Linked DNA regions of Mus musculus: all the other regions are linked to region 2. A link is a contact called in public HiChIP or PLAC-seq and Micro-C data. All regions are on one chromosome and are shown on one strand. The core of a region is the stretch at or near the end of the contact, and the rest is flanking DNA. Distances in the headings are between cores, read along the strand shown. Region 1 has its middle 100 kb from the start of Gm39957. Region 2 has its middle 9.8 kb from the start of Gm46770. Region 3 has its middle 100 kb from the start of Gm36597. Region 4 has its middle 27 kb from the start of Gm36597.

Evidence for each region. HiChIP or PLAC-seq counts read pairs in DNA pulled down with a chosen protein or histone mark. A called contact is a pair of places that touch in the nucleus more often than the background predicts.
Region 1: a contact with region 2 is called in a CTCF HiChIP or PLAC-seq map of the NIH/3T3 cell line, with 6 read pairs. The contact joins two enhancer-like sites. A contact is called at or near these places in 1 of 15 datasets of contacts at CTCF or cohesin (the NIH/3T3 cell line), 4 of 484 Hi-C or Micro-C datasets (adipose-derived mesenchymal stem cells, cortical neurons, embryonic stem cells and 1 more) and 3 of 115 datasets of contacts at active chromatin or transcription factors (extraembryonic endoderm stem cells, fibro-adipogenic progenitors and trophoblast stem cells).
Region 3: a Micro-C map of the HL-1 cell line shows a contact between it and region 2, with 2.3 times the contacts expected there. The contact joins two enhancer-like sites. A contact is called at or near these places in 7 of 484 Hi-C or Micro-C datasets (the AML12 cell line, the HL-1 cell line, adipose-derived mesenchymal stem cells and 3 more) and 1 of 115 datasets of contacts at active chromatin or transcription factors (acute myeloid leukemia).
Region 4: a Micro-C map of the HL-1 cell line shows a contact between it and region 2, with 2.3 times the contacts expected there. The contact joins two enhancer-like sites. A contact is called at or near these places in 1 of 15 datasets of contacts at CTCF or cohesin (the NIH/3T3 cell line), 9 of 484 Hi-C or Micro-C datasets (the HL-1 cell line, adipose-derived mesenchymal stem cells, embryonic fibroblasts and 3 more) and 5 of 115 datasets of contacts at active chromatin or transcription factors (the NIH/3T3 cell line, embryonic fibroblasts, fibro-adipogenic progenitors and 2 more).

Annotation. Positions count from the first base shown.
Region 1 is chr2:148,288,762-148,291,461 of GRCm38.p6, reverse strand. No RefSeq gene overlaps it. Among named protein-coding and RNA genes, the nearest start is that of Gm39957, 100 kb to the left of the region's middle. Within about 2 kb of position 1,256, at least 18 of the 459 cell types and tissues checked have an H3K27ac peak or open chromatin away from gene starts, as enhancers often do. A contact at or near this core is called in the NIH/3T3 cell line, where this site is marked.
Region 2 is chr2:148,570,552-148,573,251 of GRCm38.p6, reverse strand. No RefSeq gene overlaps it. Among named protein-coding and RNA genes, the nearest start is that of Gm46770, 9.8 kb to the right of the region's middle. Within about 2 kb of position 1,316, at least 24 of the 459 cell types and tissues checked have an H3K27ac peak or open chromatin away from gene starts, as enhancers often do. A contact at or near this core is called in the HL-1 cell line, the NIH/3T3 cell line and pancreatic cancer cells, where this site is marked.
Region 3 is chr2:148,272,772-148,275,471 of GRCm38.p6, reverse strand. No RefSeq gene overlaps it. Among named protein-coding and RNA genes, the nearest start is that of Gm36597, 100 kb to the right of the region's middle. Within about 2 kb of position 1,316, at least 6 of the 459 cell types and tissues checked have an H3K27ac peak or open chromatin away from gene starts, as enhancers often do. A contact at or near this core is called in the HL-1 cell line, where this site is marked.
Region 4 is chr2:148,196,406-148,199,105 of GRCm38.p6, reverse strand. No RefSeq gene overlaps it. Among named protein-coding and RNA genes, the nearest start is that of Gm36597, 27 kb to the right of the region's middle. Within about 2 kb of position 1,270, at least 51 of the 459 cell types and tissues checked have an H3K27ac peak or open chromatin away from gene starts, as enhancers often do. A contact at or near this core is called in the HL-1 cell line, the NIH/3T3 cell line and pancreatic cancer cells, where this site is marked.

The DNA.
Region 1 (2,700 bases), core at 7-2,506, 280 kb after region 2:
AGCAAGCCACTACGCAACATTTCTTTCATGGTTCCTGCCTCTGTTCCTGCCCTGACTTCCATCAATGGCAGACTGTGATTGGAATAAACTCCTCCTTCAGTTGTTTTTAGTCATAGTGTTTATTATGGTTACAGGAAAGCTAACGGGAACAGTGATAAGATGCAGTTGTATGGTCATTGTACATTTGTGTTAGCGTTTGTTGTTCTTCACCCTAGTTTATCAGTTTCTGACGTAGCTTCGTAGTCTGATACACAGTGCACTCTGACATTCCTTTTGTCTATTATTCTCCTGGCTCATAATCACCATTCTTTGTTCTTGGTCCTCCTGTGCACCCCTCACTAGGCAAGCCTTTCTTCTAACAGGCATGGTATCTGACACACAGTGTTACTACATCTGAACACTGGTGTGGTACTGATGGAACATTATATTTTAATTTTCACGTGTTCCGAGCTTGACTTTTGAGACTGTTTATCTGTCCCTAATATTCTCCTTTCCTTCATTTGCTCCTGGTTACCTTTTGTTTGTTTTTTTCTTTCTTCTGTTCTTTTGTCTTTTTTCGTTTCATGTTACTGTTCTTTGATCTACATACATTGTATGTGTATATGCACATGTGTATGCCTGTGTATCCTTGTATATGGATGTACACACATCAGTAGCTTTCTAGTAATTTAAAGGATTTCTTCTGCATTTCTGGTTTGTTTGGTAGTCCTTATTATTCATACATACTTTACAGTATACTCTTCCTTCACTTAAGAAATGCAACCTAAAAAAAAAAAAAAAAAAAAAAAGAAAGAAATGCACTTAGTCTCTACAGACTTCAGCATCCTGATGCTCCAGGCTAAGCTGGTTTCACTTTCCCTCGTAGCTCCTTCACTGCAGTGATATAACTGTCATTAAAGTGGAAAGTATACGGAGAGATTTCTTTCTTGTTTTCTTTGGCTGGATAGGGAATTCCTAGTCCATTATAATTGTAGGCTCCGCCAGCCCTCAAACTACCTTCAGACTGGCCCCAGCCTTGTCCTCCTGCAAAGGTCTAACACCACAGCTTTCCTGCAGGGAGAAGCTCAACAAAACAAGGAGCCATTTCTATTTGACAAGTAAATTGCACTTATTCATCTTGTAATTTTCTTTATCAGTTTAATCTATGTGTTGGCTCACATAAGAAGCAAACAGCTTTTATTTCCAAATGATAGATGAACAGCGGTGCAAATGGGAGGTTCTCATGGAGACATCAAGTTGGTCCTTAGAGAAAGGAGTGATTCATGATCAAGCTAGCTGGGAAATGTCATTGTGTCTAGCTAGGTTCATTTTACTAGTCTCATCTAAGAGATCATGGTTACTCTTTTGAGGATTTTTTAGAGATAAAAAACTGGGCTGACAGTGGCCTAAGACTAATATAGATGTCTAGACTTAGAGATCATTCTTTCTTCTGGAAGTTAATATTTAATTCAGTTTATTCTCTAACAATCAAAATCACCATTTCTCCAAATCTCTCACTCCTCCATCTGTACAACTGGCTGGACAAGATTATGTTTGCCCTTTCCTCTGTGCCTCCTCCTCCTAGTCCTCCTAGTTTGAAATGCAAAGCCTAACTGGGAAGGATGGATAAATTCAGAAGCTCTGGCTTAACCGTTAGATTCTGGTAGGGCTGCACATGGCAAATAATAATAGGGAGAAATTCCTTATCTAACTGGACCCCACTGCAATTAACTCCACAGACAGCCATGAATTTGTAAAGTTTCTTGTGCTTTGGAATGAGAAGAGAGGAAACAAAAACAAAAACCAAAACCTCTTCTCCCACAATGCCCTCACAGAGTACCATTCTCTTTCATTTCTCAACTTGATCTTCATGACTGTACCTTCAAAAGTTGTAAGAAAAAACAAGAATGTAGACAACTTGTGAGGTACTAGGATTAAAGAATGGCATAGAAGGGTTTTGATGGAGGAACTCTATTTTCCAAGTTTGTCTCGGTATATTATCAGCAGCCTCTCCATGATGTCTGGGGTGACCAACAGTTGGGAAGGTAGTGGCAGCTTGGAATGTCCCTTAGAGAAGAAAGAGGAGTGGTGAGAATACTTCTTGCCTTCATTCTACTACATTTGGCCCCAGGTGTTCTTGATTTTGAGCATGTTTATTTCAGAGAACAGCCATAGAAACAGCTAGTGTTGCCTTGACAACATCTGATAAAATAACTACACACCTGTTATTTACACTATTGTTGTTGATGATAGAAAAAACTGTGTCTTTCCTTCAAAGTGACTCTGTAAAATAGATGTCTCTTCTGTTTCCGCTTTCCAGTGACTGAGATCTTTATGTTGACACATATAGCTGCATGCACATAGTTTTCCTGCTAAAGATGTTGCTGGAGCCTTGCACACCACCTATGAGAAATCATTACTATAAACAAAAGCACCTTGATGTGCACTTGTTCTGACTGTGGGAACATATTTATATTGTCTATATGGTAATGTGGAGAAGCAGAATAACAATGTATCTCCTATCTATAGCCCATGTCCAGTAATGGATGGTGTTGATGGATACTCCAATTTCCTTGCTTCTTATATAGATGACCACATCCCAGTCTTTTATAGGTGCTGAGCAGGGTGAATCTCCAGTTGCTACCATCATTAACTTCTAGGTAAAGAACCCTGTTGATTTATTTATACATTTAAGATTCAACTGAATAGCATAAACTGGAG
Region 2 (2,700 bases), core at 67-2,566:
TTTTACATATTTAATAAATGAGATGTTAGCATGAAATATCTTTGCTCCTTGGACACAGGAGTTACTGATAGAGCTCCTCCCCAAAGCCTCTTTCAGGATCTACTCCATACTTCCTTTGTAGGGCTGCTGGTGGCTCAAAGCCTTCCAGAGATTGATCTGAGTCTATAAGACCTGTAGGCCCAGGGACCCCTTAGAAGTGGGACAGCCCACTATAAGGTCACAACACGTAGAACAGGCTTTCCATCCTCATAGAGTCAGATGCAGCTGACTCTGGGGAGCGTATTGTTGACCGTGTCTTTTGTAGTTCCTGTTTGTAAAGCTCCTCTTGGGTTTGACTTCCTGGCAGAGAAGCAGGAAAGTCCATGGAGGTCAGTTTCACAGAAGCTCAGGTGAAAGAGTTAATTTCCCTAGGTGACCCACTTTCTGTCTCAAAATGGAGCCTCCTGGGTGGACGTGTCACTTTGTTAATGCATTCTAGTCACATTTGTTACCTGTGACATTTCCACTAATAGTTATATGGAAGCAGCTTTCACTGTTTCTCAGGATTCATATTTTCATATACCAAACAAAAACAGTTATGGGTGGTTTTCCCTTAATGACTTAGAGTTTCATTTATTCATTTGGTGATGGTTAACCCAGTGCCTTGTGCATATGCTATACCACCAAACTACACTACCTGCCATATTGATTTAGAAATACAAGTTGGTACTTTAATTATCTGTTTCTTGACTTTCAAAGTATTAGCAGATTTTATAAAATGTTGTGGAACTTACAGGAGAAGGTTAGGGTGTTAGGTAATCTCTCTTAGATTTATTTATGTATTTATTATCTCTATAGCTGTGTCCATAATTATGTGTGTCCAGCACATTTTAGCAATGCTCTCGGCAGCCAGCAGAGGGTGTCAGATCCTCTGGAACAGTGGTCTTCACCTTCCTAATGCTATAGCCTTTAATACATTTCCTTATGTTGTGGTGAATCCCCAGCCATAAAACTATTTTGCTGCTACTTCATAACTGTAATTTTGCTATTGTTATGGCTTGTGATATAAATATATGATATGCAGGATATCTGATATATGACTCTTGTAAAAAGGTCCTTTGACACCCCCCCCCCCCCACACACACACACATACACAAAGCGGTCATGACCCACAGTTTGCTTTAAAATTAGATTTACAGATGGTTGGGAGCTGACATGTGGTTGCTGGAAATCAAAGTTGGGTTCTCTGAAAGAGCAATCAGTTCTTTTAACCACTGAGCTATTTCTCTAGCCCAGTTTCTTAGGTTCTTATATGTGGCATGACGTCAATTGGAAAATATTTTTGCTTAGGTTGTTTGTATCTGTATTCATAGGCAGTGATTTGTTATTGTTTCTTCTCTCATTAACCATGTACAGTTGTTTTATAAAAACTTTTTGGGGTTTTTCTGTTATCTGAAGTATGCTGGCCAGTCTAGTGGCCAACTGCCATATGTGGGTGGCTATTAAGCTTGTCAAGTGCTATTAGTGAGTACTAAGGCATTGGAACACACTGGATTTTGAAGACTTTGTACAAAACATAAGAATATTAAAATATCTCAGCAATTTGTATCTAAGAATGGTAATATTTGGAGTATATAAAACCAGATAAGATTTATTATAATGTTAGAATCTAAATATATGCATGTATTGTCAACAGGAAGCAACTCTACTCTTCATAGTATGTCTTAATATTACTGCACTGGAAGTAGAAAAGGACCAGAGGGGAGAAGGAGTAAAGGCTAATGTGGAGAGGGCTGTTTCTTCGGGGAACTGGCCCACGCCTGCATACATGTTTGTATTTCAGGCCTGGTTATTAGGAAGATGAACATGGTGAGAGTTGTCTCCATACAAGTGGAAAGCCCCTCCAGGGCCTTCTCCTCAGGCTTCCAACCAGTGCTTGGAGGAGACCCAGACCACCAACTGTAAGAAAACAGGAGGAATCAGTACAGTGCCCAGCACAGGGCAGCTTACTCTCCAGGACAGGCTCGACATGGCACGCACACCAACTGGGTCTGTAGGACTCTTGCAGTGTGAAAGGAGAGCATGTGACTTCATGACCTTGCTAAGCCAATTAGTCATCTTACTCTGAGGAGAAGGATAAGCACGAGGGTGGAGAAAGCAAACAGAAGATTGTTCCAGCTGCTCCTAGAACAAACAGATCATTTTATTCGATATTTATGGGGAGCGATTAATTTCATCCCAGACAATCAAATAGCAAAGGATTTTCTATTTATCCTGACAGCAGGAATTCCAGGCTGATACCATCCTTTCATTACAAATGTCATCACTTTAGTTATCATGGAATTCCTAGGCAGATAAATAAATAAACAAAAAAAGAATGAAATGAGAATCTGGTTCCTGGGGTGGTCACAACTTTGATGTGTTTTGCACTTTTCTCTATGTGTAATGTCCAAGGTGATGGTCATTATCTACTATAAGCTTGGTCCTCTTTATAGCAATAACACTCATTATTTTCCCACTTCCAAGTCACTAGGACAAGAAGTTGGTATTTGGCTCTCACAGGTCATATGGTGGAAGCCTCGAGTTCCGGGGCTTGAGATCAGGGCTTATCTCAAAGTGTAGGCGTACAATTTACCAATCTATTGCGCTGATCTTTGATAATTGTGTGGTGGAGATCGTTTGCAGACCCTCAAAGAAACATAGAAGACTCCTTGTCCAAAA
Region 3 (2,700 bases), core at 67-2,566, 300 kb after region 2:
TGTTCTGGCCAAGTCTTTTTGGTAAGGAAACTTCCTTCAAGTATAATGGTAAATTGAGAGACATCTTTTAGACTTGTCCATAAGGAAAGAGTAGCAGAATCTATTTGTCCTAAAATAAAAATTTTGACATCTATTTTGTAAGTCCCAGAATTTTATCTAAAGACAGAAACAAACTAACAAAGCAGCTGCCATTTTCTAGTGTTGACCTTTCAGCGGAGATTGCTCACTGAGGCTGAGAGGATCCCACTCTTTTGCCTTACCTTGCCTTCTCCCTGCTAGAAAGAATAATTTTCACATCCTTCTCCTTTGAGTCACCTTAGAAACCAGTGCTCTGTGAATCTGGGCACTGTGAAGACTCCCAGGAATACAGCTACACGTGCACAGAGTGCCCCCTTCTTGTCCTTTCTGCTCAGGCTTCCTGGATCTCTCAACTCTCATTTCTTGTGGGTCTTGCCAGAAGCTCATCTGGTCCTGGGAAGATGCAGCCTTTTCTAGTATTTTACTAATGGTAAGGGCTCTGTTAAACTGATTTTATTTTGGTGGACAAACCAGAAATAATCTGTTTCCAGCATGCATTGTGAAATCCACTTCCCACAGCTCCATGAAAATTGTGCCCAATTATACCTCTTCAGACATCAGACTTGAAATGGTTCATTGGTTCCTTATTACTTCCTGGCTTTGGTTTCTAACTGACCTTGAGGGATTGCTGTGGGAATAGGAAAGGCCTATGTGAGCAGCAGAAGCCATGTTCTCTCACTGATTTGATTTCCCTCTAATGTATTCTGCCCACAGTAGTTGATACCATAACTTTAAGTCTTTGATATTCCCTTCACTTGACCTAATGAGATTCTTGACACTTTTCTGGAGCAAGGACTTGGGAGGAGGTGTAGCACTCTCTAGCAGGGAAATGAAGTTACCCATGACTTCTCTTGAGGCACATAAAATCTAACTTTCCGTTTGTTACAAAATTAACTCACACACTTCACCAGCACTGTATCTCATTCCTCTATGTTACAGCATCCCCTACCCACGTAGACGAAGAAGCTTTCCAACTAGATTGTACCTTGTTTTGTTTATTGAGGGATTCCTTACAACATGCATAATAGCGTCTTCAATCCTATCGGTAATCAGAAGGCTATGGAATGAAGTTGGTTACTTAATTTTGACTACCAAAGAATATTTGGCACTTAAAACAATACAAAATGACATCATTTCCTGCCACAGGGACATCCAGTCTCTTGCTGTGCATAATGAGCCCAAGGTGTATATTGACACACGCCAGATGACACAGAGGCTAAAGCAAAGTCCTTGCTCAGAACTTTGCAGTCCTGAATCTGTCTATCTTTAGCACTGACCCTTTGTGCCCAAGCCACAGTGACTCTGTAAGTGCCTCTTATGTTTGCATAGCTTGTTAACTAGTCACAGACTCATTAAAACCCCTCCCCCACCAAAAATTGGAAGTGGGACCTAAGAACTTTGTGTTTTATTTCATGGTTTGATGCTGTTGTTGTTTTAACCCATAGAGTAGGCTGGTCAGGCTCATAAAAGCAAGAGGTTCAATCAGTTCTAGATACTACAGAATTTAAATGTAGAAGATGTCATCTCTCTTCCTCCATGTCTGTGGCTATAACCCATGCCCCTTCCTTCATTCATTTCATTTACTTCCTGAAATACTCAACTGTTTCCCACCACAGGGCCTTTGCACATACTGCTCCCTCTACTTGGACTGCTACTCCTAGTCTTGGTATAGCTAAGCCCTCTCAGTTTTAGGCCTCATCCTACATAGACCTTCCCACTGAGAGAGACCTTCCTCCATCATCTACTGAAAGGAACCTGGCCCTCTCTGTTCATGCCATTCTCACATTCTGGTTGGCTCACTCTGTCTGCTCAGCATCTTGCTTCCACTCTCAAGTGTCTGGCAGTGGTTGCAGTATTTCTTGAAAGAATTAGGGAAGAACACTGAAATGAGTGGATGGGCAAGAGGATGAGCAAAGGGCAGAGGGGAAAGAGATAGAGGAGGAAAAAAGAGGGAAGAAAGAAAGGGAGGAAGGAAGGAAGGGGCAAGAATTTTTGCATAGAATTCACATGCTATTCATGTAAACAGCTAGAGATGATTAAAGTGCATAGGAAGAAGCTGGCCCTGCTATTCATCAGCCATGAGATGCTGTGGGTGTGTATGGAGGGAAGAGAGGAGTGTGATGCTCTCCAAGACCTTGCTCTTCACCATCTGTAGTAGTCCAGAGAGCTGGGCACAAGGTCATGGGAGTAGGAGAATTGGTCCTGTTCATCACCAACTGTGGCACTAGAGAGAGTGGGCCCTGCACCTTACCTGGGTAATAGGTGAACCAGCCACAAGGGTGTGAGAGTGGGAGAAATGGCCAGGCCTTCTCCAGCTATAGAACTTGGGAGAATGGGCCCATTACCTGGACTGGGTAGCACAACAAGCTGGCTCTGGTGGTGTAGGTGTTAGTGAGCTGGCCCAGAGGACAGGGGAACAGGAGAGCTGATCCAACTCCCTCTCACTGGTGGTATTGAGAGGGCTAGCCAGGCAGTACTGTAAAGCTCACCCTAGTGGTTCAGATAAGGGGAAGCTGGTAGACTGAGCAACCAGCTCAGCCACCACCCAGCCCCAGATCCAGGGGTTTGAGTTGGCCCACCACAAAATCTACGCCATCTTTGAACTGTTGGAGGAGGTGAAAG
Region 4 (2,700 bases), core at 21-2,520, 370 kb after region 2:
TAACTTTTATGTGATATTAAAAGCTAAGGACTGGCTGGAGACAGACAGGTCAATCATATAGAAGGAAGGAGACAATGGCATTCTGCCTATACTAGACAAAGAAACCACTGGTAGAAACCAGTGAAGGTGACAGAGGAGAGGATGGGAGGGGTGGTCAGTAGCCAATGGCCAGTAGGCTTGGGGCAAAATTAAGTAGAGCATCTTATTGCAAAATCTGGAAAACAAAACAACTCTAGAAATATTTATCTGGAAAAGTAACTCAACAGAAAACTTCCGTAGTTACTAGTGGCCACCTTTCACTAGGGGTGGGGGTAGTTAACATGGATCACAGTGGTGTCACCTACCAGGAGTAGCTGCTTGACCATTTAACATTGTGGCACCATCTCCTTCAATCCTTTCATACCCTGCAATTTCCACCTTTCCCAGGCTACTCTGTTTTCCACTGTACAGTGAGGATCATGTGGTTCTCTTCCAGCATTTTCTTATTTTCCATCTTTGTTCCACTCTCGTATCTCTTGTATCTCCAAAGAAATGAGCCTTAGCATAGTTATCACTCGGCAAACTTTTGATCAAACTTCAGAACCCATGGTGCAAGAGTGGGGCTCAATTCAAGAAATCTTAAATCTCGGTGTGTGTGTGTGTGTGTGTGTGTGTGTGTGTGTGTGTGTGTGTGTATGCGTGTGTGTGCTTCTTGGGAGAAAATTTCCCAAGTGGACTAATTCTCATTCCTGCTTCAATGTACATGTTTGTTCTTGGGAAAACATCCTCCTAAGCAGCTCAAACCCAACAAATATAATATGTCCCAGGAGAAGGTGCTTGGATATAACTATGGTTTGGACATGTGGTATCGTTCCCAACCTCTGGCATTGTGTTCTTCCTGCGTGTGTGTCTCAATTCTCTATAGCTTTCCACATTTCCTCAAAAACCCACTTAGGCTAAATGACAAATGCTAGTTAAGAACAGAACTGTTTTTGTTTTGAGGTTGTGCTGTAAGAGATGCTCCTGACCATCACTTGCTAGACGGTAAAGTTCATCGTGAGTCTCCTGTAACAACAACCTTGTTTCCCCATAGTTCATCAACTTTGGAAGAAATACACATTTTTAATTGCACATAATTCACTGCTTGCTTTATTTTCTTTGCCCTTTAACTGGTGACACAGCCATGTGATGTCATTGCAGAAAAATGCTACCCTCCCCCAAGACACTGAACTACTCAACCATGTTTTAGCAATTGGAAACAATCTTGTCAATATGATTCAACTACAAAAAATTAACAACACAAACATTCCCAGGGGTGGCCTCTGCCTTTGCCCATGGCTTGGCCTTTAGGGAGGAATGTGAGAGCTTTTCATGCCCTGGGAAGTCAGAGGCAATTATGCTACGTCCAGTCCAAGAAAGGAAAGAGACAAACACATTTCTTCCCATCTGCTTGGTCTCTCCTAAAGGCTCCTTTAGGAAAAGGAGGGCTGAGTTGGGCTGCCGCTTTCACTTCGTTTCTACAACAGATTGCCACATGACGGTGTGTAGAAAGAGAGAGATGGGTGGCCAGTGGCCAAGCGTCAACCCGTGCAGTCTGAAAAACTACAGGCCTGCTTCCTCCACTGCCTTTTGATGGACTGGGAAGTCTCTTTACTATCTTCTGCTCCCTCTTCACCTCCCGAACATATTTCCTTTCCACTACCTCCAGGTTGCCTCTGATCCTGCCCACATCAGTCTTTCTGCTCACTCATTGTCCTCTTGGTGCAATTTTGTAGCTTCTCTCTAACATCTTGCTATGTCTCCAAGTGGCATGCCAGCCTTTGTCTCTCTTCACATATGTTATAAAAGAGTGTCAGTGAACCATGCTTACCTTCTTAAATTACTTATTGACTGAAGGGACTCTAGCCAGTTTGAGCATGGCACATATGGTCCTGGGAGACCTCATCCCTCCCCCATTCTCTATTCCTTGCTACAATTGCTAGATTACATGGCCACCAAGCTCTATTCCCTAATTTGGTCACATCCTTCTCCTAAGGCTAACTACCAAGGTCCAGCTATAGAAGCATTGAAGACCAGAAATCAGAAGCCCCATTTTGGTACCGTAAGTAACATGCCCAATTAAAATTAAATATCTCATTCTAACACAGGTTTCCTCCTTTACCTTATGAACTGCCATTTTCCTACGAAGCATATCTCTCTCCTCTCTATCTATCATGAGGCAGTCCTTTGTTCCCCACTCTGGGGACAAATAACCCTTCCCCTCTTTCTGTTCCCTTCCCCCTCTCTCTGCCCACCTACTCTCTCCTGTCTTTGCCTCATTCCCCGTTCTTTGTTCCTCTGGGGGAAATAAATTTCCTTTGTTCTGAGAACTTGGTCTTGGGGTGTCTTGAGCTGATACAGGTCCCTTACATTTACTGATTTATTTATATTGGTTACTTTCCAAAAATGCTGTTGCAAAGCATGTTGGGCTTTCTTAACTAGCTCTTTGTTTCTTCTTAAGAGAAGAAACACCTAATATCCATACAGACTGCTGGCCACCCCAGGGTGACACCATCTTCCTTGGCCATGTTGTCCCCCACCAGAGGTTAAACATAGGATACTACCTGTGTTGGAAAGTTTTATGCGAACTTGACACAAACTAATGACGTCTGAGGAGTGGGCGCCTCAATTAAGGATAGGACCCCGTAAGATCAAGTCTGTAAGGCATTTTCTTAATCACTG